Regions from separate parts of the Mus musculus genome. Here regions 1, 2 and 4 are each linked to region 3. A link is a contact called in public Hi-C and HiChIP or PLAC-seq data. All regions are on one chromosome and are shown on one strand. The core of a region is the stretch at or near the end of the contact, and the rest is flanking DNA. Distances in the headings are between cores, read along the strand shown.

What was found. HiChIP or PLAC-seq counts read pairs in DNA pulled down with a chosen protein or histone mark. Hi-C and Micro-C count contacts between places; a contact is called where the count stands out from the background.
Region 1: a contact with region 3 is called in a CTCF HiChIP or PLAC-seq map of CD8 T cells, with 5 read pairs. The contact joins two enhancer-like sites. A contact is called at or near these places in 1 of 39 promoter capture datasets (3T3-L1-derived adipocytes), 1 of 15 datasets of contacts at CTCF or cohesin (CD8 T cells), 2 of 484 Hi-C or Micro-C datasets (the Ba/F3 cell line and the N1E-115 cell line) and 1 of 115 datasets of contacts at active chromatin or transcription factors (effector CD8 T cells).
Region 2: a contact with region 3 is called in an H3K4me3 HiChIP or PLAC-seq map of bone marrow-derived macrophages, with 2.6 times the contacts expected there. The contact joins the promoter of Nxpe3 here to the enhancer-like site in region 3. A contact is called at or near these places in 1 of 484 Hi-C or Micro-C datasets (bone marrow-derived macrophages), 9 of 115 datasets of contacts at active chromatin or transcription factors (the 230-238 cell line, acute myeloid leukemia, bone marrow-derived dendritic cells and 4 more) and 2 of 9 other capture datasets (adipose tissue and liver).
Region 4: a Hi-C map of bone marrow-derived macrophages shows a contact between it and region 3, with 26 read pairs. The contact joins two enhancer-like sites. A contact is called at or near these places in 12 of 484 Hi-C or Micro-C datasets (the AML12 cell line, adipose-derived mesenchymal stem cells, bone marrow-derived macrophages and 5 more), 14 of 115 datasets of contacts at active chromatin or transcription factors (bone marrow-derived macrophages, craniofacial prominence, differentiating embryonic stem cells and 11 more) and 2 of 9 other capture datasets (adipose tissue and embryonic stem cells).

Annotation. Positions count from the first base shown.
Region 1 is chr16:55,947,099-55,951,224 of GRCm38.p6, forward strand. No RefSeq gene overlaps it. Among named protein-coding and RNA genes, the nearest start is that of Gm6958, 12 kb to the right of the region's middle. Within about 2 kb of position 2,008, at least 135 of the 459 cell types and tissues checked have an H3K27ac peak or open chromatin away from gene starts, as enhancers often do. A contact at or near this core is called in CD8 T cells, where this site is marked.
Region 2 is chr16:55,893,810-55,897,988 of GRCm38.p6, forward strand. It overlaps Nxpe3 (neurexophilin and PC-esterase domain family, member 3), which reads right to left and starts at 1,470. Exons shown (of 6, transcript NM_001134457.1): 1 at 1,119-1,470.
Region 3 is chr16:55,518,060-55,521,999 of GRCm38.p6, forward strand. The region is part of intron 1 of Gm45968 (a long non-coding RNA gene); the gene reads right to left. Among named protein-coding and RNA genes, the nearest start is that of Mir5118, 25 kb to the left of the region's middle. Within about 2 kb of position 1,807, at least 17 of the 459 cell types and tissues checked have an H3K27ac peak or open chromatin away from gene starts, as enhancers often do. A contact at or near this core is called in CD8 T cells and bone marrow-derived macrophages, where this site is marked.
Region 4 is chr16:55,796,751-55,801,097 of GRCm38.p6, forward strand. No RefSeq gene overlaps it. Among named protein-coding and RNA genes, the nearest start is that of Nfkbiz, 23 kb to the right of the region's middle. Within about 2 kb of position 2,376, at least 43 of the 459 cell types and tissues checked have an H3K27ac peak or open chromatin away from gene starts, as enhancers often do. A contact at or near this core is called in bone marrow-derived macrophages, where this site is marked.

The sequences.
Region 1 (4,126 bases), core at 758-3,257, 430 kb after region 3:
TCCATGGTACCTGCCTCCAGGTTCTTGCCTTGAGTTCCTGTCCTGACTTCCTTCAATGATGGACTGTGATGTGGAAGTGTAAGCAAAATAATACCTCTGTAGGGTTATATATTTTTTAAACCTTCTTTTAATAAGGGTACTTAAATGCTTTAATCTCCCTTCTAGCCCACCACCTACCAGAGGTAGTGGAAAGGAAAGAAAGGTTAATAGGACAAAGGAGAATGTGGGTTTGTTTAGAAATAGATCTTTGGAGCAAACCCAATCTGTGTGGTCAGGATATCAGCAGCTCTGTTTACACAGGTCAGCAACGTCAGTTTGATCCAGAAGACTCTGCAAGACTCTGCCAATCAAGTCTGTAGAAGCTGCTGGAACAACACCAGAAGTTCTCTCCATGGCGGTGTTTCTCTCTATGAAGTCACCACAAACAATGACCAGCAAAGATTGGCAAGTCGAACCAATACCATACAGCATTGTCCCCTGTGTGTTGGGTTATACTTTTTTTATTTTTGCTTTTGTTTTTTTCAAGACAGGGGTTCTCTGTGTAGCCATGGCTGTCCTGGAACTCACTCTGTAGACCAGGCTGGCCTCGAACTCAGAAATCTGCCTGCCTCTGCCTCCCGAGTGCTGGGATTAAAGGCGTGTGCCACCAACACCCTGCTTGTTGGGTTATACTTATAACCTTTCCAAACGTCATGCGTTCTCTCAAGCGTCCATTCTAGAAAAACATCTCATGCCCTTTTCCCAGGCTGCTTCCAGAAAAACATCTGTTCTCAGTAAAACATCCTCCCATGTGTCTGCTTCAGCAAAAACATCTTTTCAAAAAAGACAGTTTCCAGAAAAACATCACGAGACACAATTGAGTTTTCAAAGAAATTAGAAATTTCCTCTTTATATCCCTCCTTCTGTTTAAAAGTTTGTCTTTTTCTCTAACATTATCAGTTAGATCAGTTATAAGAACCACAAAACTAGAACTTTACATCATACCTTAAACAAAAAGTTTATGTACAAGGTACTCAAACAATAGTCTAACCAAACAACTTTAAATTTTTGTCACCATACAATAATTAAGAAAAACAACTTTCCACCCTAGATGATAACAGCCATAACCACATCAAATGACCACATCCACCCTAACTTAAGGGATCGGAATGATGTGTGTGTGTGTGTGTGTGTGTGTGTGTGTGTGTGTGTGTGTGTATGTGTGTGTGTGTGTGTGTATGTGTGTGTATGTGTGTGTGTATATATGTGTGTGTGTATGTGTGTGTATGTGTGTGTGTGTGTATGTGTGTGTGTGTGTGTGTGTGTGTGTGTGTGTGTGTGTGTGTGTGTGCTGAGTTGGGGTGAAGAATTCCTATTTGGGGCCCCAGGGGGAAAATTATTAGTTTTTTTAAAAAAAAATAGCTGTAGCATTTATTGCCCAGTTTCTGCATTATCCAGTTTCAGTGTTGTCTGTCCAGTCTACATGTTGTCTGTCTAGTCTACATATTGTCTGTCAAGTTTCTGTATGATCAGTTATTTGGGCTAGCCCTTTTGAAGTTAATGTGCATACATCAATGGAAATGTCTATCACTGGGTAAAACTAGAGAGAATAATATAAACTATTTGATGGACCTTGGTGTTTCCATCATTATCCACTCCAGGCCACTCAGTCTTTTACACACGCCTTTGCCAGCAACCCTTCTTTCCTGCTCTGGTTTGTCTGTTTGTTTGCTTTTTTTTTTTTTTTCAGCAAATCCTAGTCTATGTCACACCATTTTAAAGTGTTTAATGTGTAGTTCTGAAAACAGTCTAAGATAAAAAAAGGAACCATTTTATTACAATACACCAAAATTAACAATAAATCTTAGTGTCATATAAAATCCACTTGGATTCTATAGTTTCTTCACAGCTTGTTTGTTCGCACCAAATGATGTATGTCTCTTGCTGACTTCCCAGAGATGACAGACTGGCTCAGAGTGACTTCATTTTGTCCTAGTTTCAGCTAACCTACCTTCCCAGCCCCCACCGACCACATCCTGTTGAACACTCTCAGGCGGCTGTCATCCTGTTGAGCACTGGCAGCCTTGGGTTTTATAACATAAAACAAACTGAAACTTCCGAACTGAAACATTTGAAACTTCTACTCAGTGGCCTGCCTCTGGCGGGATGCGACGGTGGTTTTTAGCTTCATCAACTTTACTTTTCTCTGAACCAAACATTGTTTCCAACTAAAGCCTGCTCTTGACCTCCAGCAAATAAGGGGCTCTTAACCTGACCTTCATTCTCATGTCTCAATGGGTACAACGATTAAATGCCAATACTTAGACTTTTTTGTAATTAGTATTGTGTGGTGTCTATCTGCACACAAAGATACTTTTCAAAGATAAACTTTGGAAAATCACATATCAGGACAAGTGAACAATGCACAAATTAATTAATTTGGTGATAGGCAATAAAAATGTTTGAAATATTAAAAATTATTCTTTACTTCAGAAAAGATAGAAAGGTAAACAAAATTTATTTTTATTTTTGAACCGGGCAGTGGTGGTGCACGACTTCCTTCCTTCCTTCCTTTCTTTCTTTCTTTCTTTCTTTCTTTCTTTCTTTCTTTCTTTCTTCCTTCCTTCCTTCCTTTCTTTCTTTCTTTCTTTTTTTCTTTTGATTCATTTTTTTTATTATTATATGTAAGTACACTGAAGCTGTCTTCGGACACACCAGAAGAGGGCATCAGATCTCATTACAGATGGTTGTGGGCCACCATGTGGTTGCTGAGAATTGAACTCAGAACCTCTGGAAGAGCAGTCAGTGCTCTTAACCGCTGAGCCATCCCACCAGCCCTCAAAAATTTAATTCCTTTTTAAAAATATTTATTTATTTATTTATTTTAAAATATTTATTTATTTATTATATGTAAGTACACTGTAGCTGTCCTCAGATACTCCAGAAGAGGGCCATCAAATTTTGTTACAGATGGTTGTGAGCCACCATGTGGTTGCTGGGATTTGAACTCGGAACCTTCGGAAGAGCAGTCGGCACTCTTAACCACTGAGCCATCTCGCCAGCCCCAAGATTTATTTATTTATTATATGAAAGTACACTGTAGCTGTTTTCAGACACACCAGAAGAGTGCATCAAATCTCATTACAGGTGGTTGTGAGCCACCATGTGGTTGCTGGGATTTGAACTCAGGACCTTTGAAAAAGCAGTCAGTGCTCTTAACCACTGAGCCATCTCGCCAAACCCCAAAATGTAATTCTTAATATTAGGCTTTAAATCCTTTACATTTTAAATCACATGTATGTATGTATGTATGTATGCACATATACCTTGTCATATGTGTGAGGATCAGAGAACTACTTACAGAATCAGTTCTTTCCTTCCTCTTTGGAAGCCTTAGGGCTCAGGACTGGCAGCCTGAGAATTACCAAGTGATCCATCTCACAGCCTAGCAGATTTGTTTTTATAAAGGGCTGTTCTTGGGCCTGGAGAAATGGCTCAGTAGTTAACAGAACCAACCGCTCTTCCAGAAGACCTGGGTTTTCACCCCAGCATTCACGTGGCAGCTCATAACTGTCTCTAACTCCGGTCCCAGGGGATCTGACACCTTCTTCTAGTCCCTGGGACCACTGCATGCATGTGCTGTATGGACATATACACAAAGGCAAAACTCCTTTGTATAAAGGAAAAATGAAGGTTAAAATTGAAAAAAAAAAAGAAGCTGTACTCATCATATTAGAAATAGTGTCAGTAAGAATGTTGTGCAAACTTTTTTTTTTCTTGTCATATATGTACCTACATGGTACCTTCAATTTTTCCTTTTAGCTCATCAAGCTGAAAGTATTTGCTATTTGGCCTTCCATAGAAGACATTTGCCACTCCCTATTCTAGAGAAAGCAAGACGTAAGCCAGTGGAAGAAGAAAGGCTTTCTAAGCAGAAAGGACAGGCTGGGCACAGAAGGCTGGGCAGATCGTTTGTGAAGAACAATAGACAAGCATTTCATGGCAGGCTGTAACAAGCAAGCGTCCTGGTTCCCATGTTCGCCCTTCAGAGCCAATCTGTAATATCACATTCTTCCAGAAGAGGGCGCCCTTAGCTAGTTAATTGAGATATGGAAAATGAAAGGGCTTTAGAGTAAACGGGTATATA
Region 2 (4,179 bases), core at 220-2,719, 380 kb after region 3:
GAGGTGACTCAGCAGATAAAAGTGCCCTGACCAGCCCAGCAGTCTGATCCCCCAGGAGCCACAAGGTAGAACCACATTCCAGCGTTTGGCCTTGGCCTTTGCTCTCTGCAAATGAATTTTCTTTACACCTTAGGAGGCCAACACCTTTGCTGGTTCTGCTTTTCCTATGTCTACACCTTAGGCTTGGATCCTTTGGCATCGCTTACTTTGAAACCCTTGATATCCCTTAGATAGCTACAGTAGACTGCCAAGTAGAAGAACCACTAAATAGAGTGGCCAGGGGGCATTGCTTACTTCAGTTGGCAAGGGCTAGTGGTACTAAAATGAATTTTGAACTGTGCCTTGCCATGGTCTCTCAGGACAACTGGATTCTGGAGCACTAGGAACAACCATTCCCTCTTCAGTGACCTTCCTTCAGCTCCTTTCTCAGTAGCCGATTACACACTTGGTCAACCCAGAAGAAATTATGAAAACAACAGACATGGAAAGAAGATAGTAAGCCCAGTCAAAAGGGGACAGAGCCCCCCACACTGCTGGGTTAAAGTATGGTGTGCCCTCCCCCTGAGAGGAATCAGACAGTCATGAGGGTCCTGGCAACCTGCCAGCTTCAAAGACACCCTAATATTCCAAATGACACATAATGCCTACAGGAAGAGAACACAATCACCAGGCAGTGTGATTCTTCATCCATTGGGAACACGGCAATAATCTATTGTTGATGAAAAGCAAGGGGGAAATTACACTTTCATATACATTTTTGCAAAATCCTGCCTCACAACCTCTCTGAGCACCACTGCCCTTCTGAACTTGAGTCAAGCAGAGACAGAACACAAGCCAAGATCTCAACATCCCACAGAGGACTGTCACACACATGTTCCTCCCTGCATGACTTCTCTGATGCCTCCAAAACTGCAGCTCAGTAAGGCCTGGGTAGTCCAAAGTATGAGGAGACAACAAGATAAGAAGCAGCTGGCGCCACAGCAGCGATGAGACTGGCGATAGGGACCAAGTGCAGTGTCGCCAAGCTCTCTGCACTGGGAGTGGAAAAAAGAAGAGAAGTAAGGGGTGGGGGTTGGGGGGAGGAGAGGGGCCTGACTGCGCTCTCGGGTACAGGTCACCTGAGGTGCCTGCTACCAGGCGCTGCGGCGCTGCAGCAAGTGGAGAAACTGAGGATGGAGATGTTCAGGCTCGCCCTGCATCCTCTCTGCAGCGGCTCGGATCATCCGGACCTTGGCAGTCGCAGCCCAGGGCTGAAGCTCTGCCTGCGTCTTCGACCGGGGCCTCGGCTCCCGGGCTCTGGAACGCAGTTGGGACTCCCGGGGCCGCAGCTCCCTACACCCGGCCGGGGACGTTAGGGACCCGAGGTCCGCGCGCGGAACACAGGGCTCTGCAGCTGCGGGGCGCACGAGGCACGCCGCACCGGGCGCTCTCGGGACAGGCTCCGCCCCGCCGCGCGCATAGTCGCAGCTCGCACTCACCGGGTCTCCGGTCTCGCTCGCCGCTCGCCCTCCCACGGGATGTGGACGCTCCGATCGGGGGCCTCCGCGCCAGGCTGTTCTCTCCCGGCTTCCTGACCGCGCTACGGAGCCTCACCCCCGACCCCCGGCTACGATTGGTCCGACTATGGGCGGGGCGGGGCGGAGCGGGGATGTTGACTGACAGCCGCGCAAGCTGAGTGATGTGCCCAGTGGCGAAACAAGGAGTTGGCACTGCCTGTGCTACCCGACCGCCCCAGGGAGCTTGGGTTAGGATGACTGTGTACCTCCGGAGATACACTCTAGCCCGAGGGCTGGACCCTTTTGGAGACACAAATACAGATGACCTTCGGACATCAGCGTTTCCCCGGAGCGTCCCCTCAACCGATTCTCTTCCTGAGAACTAACCACAATGCTGGCCTAGCAGTGGCGGAGCTGCTGGTACCAGAGAAACACTGCTTGCCAAACGTGAGCATAGAGATCTTGAAGCTTCTCTCTTTGAAGTTAGTTCTTGGCAAAAGCGCCAGGATATTCCACCCAAACCACCCTCAATGCTGGATTACCCTAGTTTGGACGTTTTATGTCAAAAGCAGCTTGGTGAATCTGAGATACTGAGAGGAGTTTCTAGAGGACAGAAAGGCCTGTGTGGGACAAAAGACGTTCCTGGCTTAGAGCACAGTGGGGTTGGACTTACTTTTAACCAGAGCAAAATGCTGGGGGATGGGGTGGAGTCTGGGGCTGGAGAGATGGCTCAGCAGTTAAGAGCACTGGCTGCGTGCTCTTCCAGAGGTCCTGAGTTCAATTCCCAGTAACCACATGGTGGCTCACAACCATCTGTAATGAGATCTGACGCCCTCTTCTGGTGTGTCTGAAGACAGCTACAGTGTACTCATATACATTAAATAAATACATCTTTTTAAAAAATGTTAAAAAAAAAAGTCTGCCCTCAGACTTAGTCCCAAGTTGAAGTAGAATCGATATGAATTCCAACTGTCATTAATTATCATTATATTTATTGACAATGGAGCTATAAGAGCCTGAGGTCAGGAAGAACAGAAGCAAAACAACTGTCTTCGGGGCATAATAAGACCACTGGGTTCATGAACGCAGAGCACCTGTGCTTGCCTCTACAAGACTTGAACAAAACCAACCCACCAACATTCTCACATGGCAGGACAAAGGGTTCATGTGTACACACACATTAACTGAAGACCCAATGATGGCATCTGGGAACAGGAGATACTGTTTTCCTAAGGGTATGGACCCTGATAGGTCAACCACTCTCCGGGGAATGGCTTCCCACCTGTTAAGTGTTTGTGTAGCACAAACTGGACTAAGTTGTTTGTTTGTTTGTTTGCTTGTTTGTTTGTTTAAATTAAGAGAACACAGTGAAGGGAGTTGGAGATGGATCACGGGGGAATAGAGAGAGAGAAAATAATCAAAATACATTGCATAAAGTTCTAAAAGGATCAATAAATTTATATTAAAAACTTACAGATTCTGCCAGGTAGTGGTAGCTCACATCTTATTTCCTAGCACTCAGGAAGAAAAGGAGGGCAGATCTCTTACGTTTGAGGCCAGTCTGGTCAGCGCCTGAATTCCAGGACAGCCAGGGCAACACAGAGAATCCTTGACTTTACAAACAACAAAAGTAGCCGGGCAGTGATGATGCCTGCCTTTATCCCAGCACTCGGGAGGCACAGGCAGGCGGATTTCTGAGTTCAAGGCCAGCCTGGTCTACAGAGTGAGTTTCAGGACAGCCAGGGCTACACAGAGAAACCCTGTCTCGAAAAACAAAAACAAGAACAAAAACAACAAAAAAGTATAGATTCTGAGAATAAGTACTAAGTGAGTAGTGGACCCTTGTCTGGTATGTGCAAGGCTCTGGGCTTGATCCACCCCCACCCCCACCCCTGGCCCCCATCACCATCAGCTAGCTGAACATGCTTCCATTTCCTGAGCCCATGCACTGAGCAGCAGTGAGGGACAGGCAGCAAGTGGCATCTCTATTGTCAGTCTGCCTATGCCTTGAGGTTGAGCCCCTGGTGTTACAGTCCCCTTGTAGGCCTTCATCAGCATCCTTAACAGACAGCCATGTACACTACAACTCTCAGCCTGGGGTCTGAGGATTTGCTGCATCTCTGGTTCCAGGGATGAGCATGTTCCCTTTTGTGAGGGGGGTTGGTTTTTTACAGCCTTTTTCCAACTTTAAGCTCTGGTTTCTCTATGTCCTCTTTCTTCTCTTCCTGCCCTGGGGTTGCTTCAGCTGGTCAACTGCTTTCTTCATATGTTCAGGCAAGCCATTGCCTAAGGCTGACTTTTCCACAACTTGATAGCTTTTGCTTGCCTGAATGCTGGGTGGTTGCCTCTCTTGAGACTACCTTCAGAGACCAGGCCACACACTGCAGCTCAAGAGTAATGGCTCAGGAAAAGGAAGCATGTTCAGCTAGCTGATGGTGATGGGGGCCAGGGGTGGGGGTGGAATGGATCACGCCCAGAGCCTTGCACATACCAGCTGGCATAATGGGGCACACCTTTAGTCCCAGCAGAGGCAAGTGGATGTCTGTGATTTCAGAGGTCAGCCTGGGTCTACATAATTGAACCAGAGCTACACAGTGAGACCCTGTCTCAAAAACAAACAAGAGAGAGAGAGAGAGAGAGAGAGAGAGAGAGAGAGAGAGAGAGAGAGAAGGGAGGGAGGGAG
Region 3 (3,940 bases), core at 557-3,056:
TACCATGAGGGGGCTCCAAGGCCTGACACTATTACAGTTGGGAGCATGGCATGGCTGTCCTCTAAGAGGCCCTATCAGTAGCTGACTGAGACAGATGCAGATAATTACACTCAACCCCTGGACTGAAGACAGGGACCTCTATGGTTAAATTGAAGAAGGAAGGCTTTGAAGAAGCTGAAGGGGAGATCGATCCAATAAGAACAACATCAATTTCAACTTACCCAGACCCCAGGGAGCTCCCAGAGACTGAGTCACCAACCAGGAGCACACAGGAGCTGGTCAGAGGCCCCTGGCACATATATAGCAGAGGTGTGCATGGTCTAGCCTCAGTGGGAGAAGATACACTTAATCCTTGAGAGACTTAAGGCCTCATGGAAAGGGGGGGGTCTATTGGGGGTGGGGAGAGCACCCTCTTGGAGGCAAGTGGGAGGAGGAATGGAATGAGGAACTGTGAGAGAGGGGACCAACAGGTGGGTCAACGGCTGGAAAGTAAATAAAATAAAATAATTAAAATAAACCTTACTAAGTAATTTAAATATATATATATTCCTGAACAGTAGATAGTTTGTTTTGTTGTTTTGATCTGTTCTCTTCAGTGCTATAAATAAAGAATCATACTCTGCCCTGGCCTTCCAAGGTTCAGCTGAGACGGGTGCTGTCAAGGTGTTTGTTGGGGCTAGTGTATTTTCTCCTGCTCAACTGAGGATCTTCTCTTGACTGTTGACCTTTCAGGTCTTCATTGTGAGGCATCTTGGCTTACTCTTGCTTGAGATGAATCTGGCTTGTGACCTTTGATCATCCTCTATATAAATATCGGTAGCCTTCTTTGGGTTTGGGAAGTTTTCAGATGTAACCTTTCCAATCGTCCTACCACTGTAACAGCAAGGACCACTTGGATCAATATCACCTGCATAATTAAAGTTATTCCAAAGTTCATGTAAGTTTTCTTCTTTCAGCTTCATTGTATTTTCTCTTTTTTTCCCTCTCTCCTCTTTGTATTTGCAAAGACATTGCCCCTGTTTCTGTTGTTGGCTCTTTTCAGTTATGGATGTTTTCCATCCCATTTTCCATATTGCTGAAAATCCTGTTTTAGCTCAAGTGATTTACAAGTGGTTAGTTTGTTCACTCTGCTTTGCTCATAAAATACTGAGTTTTTTTTTTCTGAGTTGTCTTGAACCTCATTGAACTTCCTAAAGATACCTATTTTGACTTCTTGATCCAAGAGTTTACATATATTCATTACTATATAATCAGTCTCCCTGGTGTCTTATCTTAGGTGAGGCCAAATTTCCTGAAAGTTTTAAACAGCTGTTGAAGAGTAAATGATGTCTTTGAGTAAAAGGAATTGATACTTAAATATTCTAGTTTTCATAATCAGCGTGTACCCATCTTTGATGGTTTGTGTATGCTTGGCCCTGGGAGTGGCACTGTTGGGAGGTGTGGCCTTGTTGGAGTACATGTGTCACTGTGGGTGTGGGTTTGCGACCCTCATCTTAGCTGCCTGGAAGCCAGTCTTCCACTAGCAGCCTTCAGATGAAGATGTAGAACTCTCAGCTCTGCCTGCACCATACCTGCCTGGATGCTGCCATGTTCCTACCTTGATGCTAATGAACTGAACCTCTGAACCTATAAGCCAGCCCTAATTAAATGTTGTCTTTTATAAGACTTGCCTTCATCATGGAGTCTGTTCACAGCTGTAAAACCCTAACTGAGACACTATCCTTCCAGAAGCTCTAAAGAGGCTTCCCGTTGTATCTGACCTTTGGTCACTGCTGCTGTTTGAGCACTAGATGACACTCTAGGTTCAGGTTTACTGTCAGTCCAGGCTTGGTGTACAGTTGCAATTTCACCTCTGAAATCATGCAGTCCATTCTTGTCCTCAGTTCTATAGATGATGTGCTACTCAGAATGGTCTGAGAAAAAGTGCTGAAAAAAGGTAATGCAGCTCAATAAGTTGCCTTCTGAGTCTGCAGTGGGTCTGGATGCTTCGCACATAGCCAACAGCCTGTGGTTAAGGTGCCAAAAGTTTCTGCTCCGCACTTTGCCTTACTGTGGAAGGTCTAGCCCTGGACTCCAAAGCAACAACTTGGCACTTATTTTCTTCTTCTCTTGGGGTACAATGATTCTCTTAATACCATACTGCCTGGGGTTAGGAGCACGATGGGCAAACAGTCACATGACTAACAATACTATGTTTTATAGCTTCCTGTACTCACAACCCACTGACTGCAACACAGAAATGAGGCAAGACTAAGACACTTGATACTATGGGTTACAAGCTGCTAAAATGAACTCACAAGCCCTGAGACTCGTTATGAGTGATACGGACTATAGCACAATGCTTCCTAAGTTAGGAAGCATTTTCCCTATGCCGTGTTTCTTTGAGTTGGAGGAAGGGCGATATAGAAAATCCTTTTCCTCCCATCTCTTCCTCAATGTATTTCCTTACGTTATACTAGAACCAAGCGCTTCTCTGTTCCAAAGCCCACCTGAACAGTGATTGGCATGTGCTCAGCCAGTCAAAAGGTTTTCTTGAAGGTTTTTATATTATTGCCACTTTGCTCCACTCAGTCTTCATGTTAACACATGTCCTGAGCACTCTCTATTGCCTACCACCTCTGCATTTTAACAAACAGATAAAAAGCTTTGTCCTACCTCTCAGATCTAGACTGATAGCCATAATTCAGTATAGACTTCTACCAATTCATTAAATTCACTATATAACAGACAGAACTTTCTGTTTCTTTTGTCTTCTCAATTCCAAAGCTGTCTACCTTCAGACTTACACAGCAATCCTAATAGCATGATCTTTTTGTTTGAGACACATCAAAAACCACACACACACACACACATACACACACACACCATTTATTGGATTTAAATGCTGTGCTCTATGATTTAGGTGGGGTTTTCCTCCCAAGGGTTTGTGTATCAGACAGTCTGCATCAGTGTGGCCGTACAAAGGAGAGATGGAACTTTAAGAGGTGAAGCATGGGAACGGGAAGAAGCCCTGAGTGAATAAAGTCCTGAGTGAGTATGTACAGTTGACATGATTATTACCACATCAGGGAACCCCCAATGCTTCTGCCCATGGAAGTGGCAACACCTCTCTAGGTGAGGCTCAGAGGGATAGGGATAGCAAAGCCTTCTTTGGGAGGGTCCAAGCATGGATGCTGGTAGTACATGCAGAAAATGGCCACTGTAGCTCCCTTTCTCCCAGATATTTACCATCTGGAGACTGCTACGGAGACTATACAGACTGCTCCTACTGAGATTAGCTAAACCTAGCTCTGCAAGTTGTTTCTCCTCCTTTTTCTAGATATCTCAAACCCTGGATGTTCTAACCTTTGTGCAAGCCACTGTTGTGTGTGTGACTTGCTACTGAATGATATATCCAGCTAAGCGGTTTCTTCCCCTCCAGTCCCAGGTAAAGCTTCCTTAAGGGTTCGGTCACTTTTCAAGCCTCTATTCCTCCACTGGACTATCGCAGACTGAGTTCTCATTCTCAGTACATTGGTAAGACTGTGATCCATGCGGGTTGACCTGATTCTACTGAATGACTGTGATTATGCCAACCATCGTACTTTGACACTATGCTAAAGTTAAAGGATAATAGGAATCTCCTCCAAGGATATTCCAGCCCATTTAGAAAGCCAATAAACCTACAAATCACACATGAAACTCTGAGAACAAACCTCTAGATAAAATATTGATCTTCCGGGCAAAGGTTCTGTATACACTGTACCTATAAGGTTTCTGAGGGCAGAGGATGAAGGTTGTATATTCTTCCACATTGGCTTCCTTTGTTGGTTTGTAGTTTTTGTTTTGTTTTGTTTTGTTGGTGTTTGTTTGTTTGTTTGTTTTGAGACAGAGTTTCTCTGCATAACCCTGACTATCCTGGAATTTGCTTTGTAGACCAGGCCCCAAACTCACAGAGATC
Region 4 (4,347 bases), core at 1,126-3,625, 280 kb after region 3:
TCCTACTTTAGAAGAATGCAATCGGTAAGGGAGAATAATTTTTAAAATCATAAAATGTCATTTGGCCCTAGAAATGTGTATAATTGTGTATCTGTTTTATACCAAGCATTTTTCACTTAAATTCCTGTTCAGTCCCCAGGTGGTGGTGGCACACGCCTTTAATCCCAGCACTTGGGAGGCAGAGGCAAGCAGTTATCTGTGGTTTTAAGGCCACAATTCCTGGACAGCCAGAGCTACACATAGAAACCCTGTTTCAAATAAAAATTTTTAAAAAAGCATTTTCAGCCTATATAAGTTATAGGTGGTAACATCATAGAGATGAAAACACCAGACCTTGACAGAGGGAATGACATGACCAATGTCACACAAACATGCAGGGCTCTCTCTGGCTTAGGACTGAAGAAAGTTTCTCCCTCCAGAGAAAATGCACCAGACTTTATGTCCTACCCATAGGGGACCTTGTCCAAAAGTTGGAATTATACTTTCTGAGTTTGGGAACAGCTGGTTCAGGAGCACTCCACTCCACAGTGGCACAGGCAGATCAGCCAGCCTTGCCAGTCAACCTTCATGACATCAAGGGAGAATAGCATTGGCTAATATTGTCCTGCCGGCAGAAAGCCACTCTACTGTTTGACTTACAGGTATGATAGCGATTCTATGGAACCGATCCCAGTGCCCCCACGGTCCCTTCCCTCCTCTAGTGCATGTTCTATTTGTTAGCACCATTTTCTAGTTCTCTAACTCTAAAGGCAAGTCTATCTAATTCTCTTCATTGTGTCAGTCAGCTTTCCTTTGATGTGACAAAGTGCCTCAGAACATTAAATTACAAGAAGAAAGACTCATTTGAGCCACAATGCCCTCCATGCTCACTTGATCTTTTTGATTCTGGGATGCTGGCAAGGATGAACATCAAAGCCAGAAGTTTGCTCAGAACAGAGGAGAAGAGACACTGGGAAAAACAGACTCCTCTATACAATACTTAAGGATGCGCCCACAGAGACCCACCTCCTCCAAATAGGTGCTACTTCCTAAAGGCTGAAGCACCTCCCAGAAAAGTCACAATTAATTGGTCAAGCCTTCAGCAACACTTAAACCTTCAGGGGACATTTAGGTCCAGATCCCAACATCAAGAAAGTACAACTTCTAGACCCAGGACAATATAGATAAAGAATTGACCTTTACAGTCTCATGGAAGCTGTTCTTCAAGAAAACACCACAACCAGGGCCTGTCCTGAGGAACAAGTAGCATTTATACCTCGGAGACCTGTGGAAGTGCTTGATCAAAGCAACATTTGAGAAATGGCTTAACGCTCTCTCTGAAAATGTCTTGTAGTCTCACAAATGCCACATAACTTACTATTCTATGAAACCTATTCAGAATTCCCCACTGCCTTCCCATCAACCACCTCGAATTCCAGAGCTTAATAGCAGAAAACTGTTACAGTGAAACTAAGCCTACCTCCTGGAGACCTGAGCCAACTTTTCAAGTCATAGCTGAACACAGGTTAAGAGATGGCACATGTCTTCCATCCTTCAGCAGCTGGGCATCCCATGTCCCTGCTCCCTATTCCCACTTGTACCACCATGTCAAATATGCCCACATCCTGCTCCTCACTGCTATAGAGCCGGAGGGTCTAGTAATGCAAACTGGGATGATTCTGGAATGCTGTCAAAGAGAAACATCAGTACTTTTATATCCTGCTGACTTAAGTATCCCACTGACCTAGACATCAGCCCTTCACTTTCAGCTGGGCGTGGTGGTCAACGTATGTTTTGCCTCAACTCAGGAGGTAGAAACAGAGAGATGGCAAGTTTGAGGCTGGGCTATGTTGTAAACCTAAAAAGAAAAAAAAAATCTCTACTTTGAACTTCTGGGTGTTTTCCACAAAATCATTTTAAATTCCAGGCACTAAAGGGAGATGAAGTTTGAGGGAGAAAGGCCCAGCATGCTTAGTTCATTTTTGCTTTGTTTTATATAATGGAATGACGTGCTCGGCTATGATACTGTGAAGAAACTCAACACTATTCCTTTCACTAAAATAAAATAAAATAAAATAAAATAAAACAAAACACTAAATCTCCACTTGCACAGCACATACCTTAATATCTTCAACCCAAACCAAGACCCAAAGGGCGAGAGTTCAGAGAGTAAACAACGCTCTGAACACCACACAGCAGACACACGTGTGAGCAGCTGTGTGAGCTGCAGCAGAGAGGAAGTTCAAAGCCAGTAACACACCACCAGTGGAAATTCATGTTCACTTTCGACATCCCTTGCTTTTCCCTTTTTCATTTCCATAGTTGCAAGCTGAGTTTCTTTACGAAAGCAAACAGCTATGGGTCAGCCCAGTTGAAATAATGCCAAGTGGCAAAGCCACACATAGCTGCATACTGTCTGCCAGAGGGCCGGAGAAGATGTCAAAACAGAAACAGCTCAGTTCATAAACTTGCTGTGCAAGCGTGAGGACCTCTGCTTTCAATCCTCCAGAACCCATGTCAAAAGCCAAGAGCAGGGACAAGTGTTTGCCCTCTCTGGGCTGGGAACATGGAGACATGAAGATCACTGGGGCTTACTGGTCAACTCAGGTGGCCAATTCAGAGAGATCCTGTCTCCAAAAAAAAAAGCAGAGAGTGACTGAAGAAGACACCTAATATCAAATTCTGGCCTCCACATCTAAGAATACACCCCGGCATAGGTACCCATGCCTGTGCACACACACAGGATCATTGGTATCTACATAGGAATCTAGGACATTAAAAACTAAATACATTGTAAACACATTTATAAAATGCATTGACGTGCTCGGTGGGCAGTAGGATAACAAACTCTATTCATTGGTGCATCAGTGGTCCTCCTCAAATGTTTGTTGAGCACAGAACATGGCGGTCTAAACTACAGCCAAGCAATTCCAATACTAGTTGACATCCAACAGAGACAAAGAAAATCTCACAGACCCCACCCCTAGATGAAGAGCTATGAGCAATTAACAACTCCTGAGAAGGGAGAATTAATCTTCCCCAGTGATGAACCCCTGGATTGGTTACCCAATATCAAGTGCTCGGCCCTATGCATGCAGACAACATTGAATGGATTCAACAAGTTATATATTCATATATAATATATAACAATATATATGCATATGTGTGTGTGTGTAATAACAATGGTTCAAGAATAAAAGGCCATGAATTTGGGAGGAAGTTGGGAGATGACAGACATGGGAGGGAAAGTAGAAGGAAAGGGAGGGGGAAATGTGATCATTACATTTTAATCAATTTGTAAGAATGGTGTTGAGTTCCTATACAAGGCAGATGCTGTTCTAGACACTGGCATTCAAAGAAACAAGAGACAGACTTAGCTCAAAGAGTACTTCTTTTTTTTTTTAAAGACGTATTTATTTAATGTATATGAGTACACTGTAGCCACCATGTGGTTGCTGGGATTTGAACTCAGGACCTTTGGAAGAGCAGTCAATGCCCTTAACCACTCAGCCACCTCTCCAGCCCCTCAAAGAGTACTGGTTGAAATATAAGTGTGAGCACGAGATGCTATTAGAAATGACAGGGTTTTTTGACAGATAGGTAGCCATTTAACTGTGGAGACAAAAGAAAGAATTGTCATGTTGTATAAAATATTTTAAAAATACTGGCATGGGGTTCCTTCCCGTCTTTGACCATTTTTATTCCCAGATGAAGGACTCACACACACAGCCTTATGTTTAAATATGCCTTAGACATCACAATAGCTGGACAACTAACTGCCTATCTTCTGTGTTGTTAGAATCTACTTTTCCATTGATAACACCAAATTACCACCTATTATTTACTATGTTCCATCTTGGCTGCTCTTAACCCAAATGGGCTGCTGTGGGGCACGTTAGCTTGACCTAGAGGCCATGGCGACTTTTCTTGATTCTCTATCCCATGGTCCTTCTCTCTTTTCTCCCTCTCCTCGTGGTCCCAAGCCCATGAAAAGTAAACCCCACCTGTGTCTCTCTTCCCCAGGTATTGGCTGCTAGCATCTTCATTTATCAACCAGAGTTACCAGAGGGCAGGGTCCCAAAGGCTACTTGCAGACTCCAAGTCTTGGAGGCCAGCACTTAGCATTACAATCAACACTAAAAGACAACCTCAGCGGTCAGGTGCTCGTTAGAAAGCAAGCAAGCACTGCCACACGTGTTATCTCTGATGATAAATAGGTGTTTCTTGGCAGATAATGTGAGGAAAGGCCTTCAGGACAGCTGAACAAACACAGGACACCTTTAGAAATGTCAACTAGTTTGGGAACACTGGAACATCATACAATGAAGTAAACAAGACTCAGTAAGGATGATTCAGAAATAAGCAAGG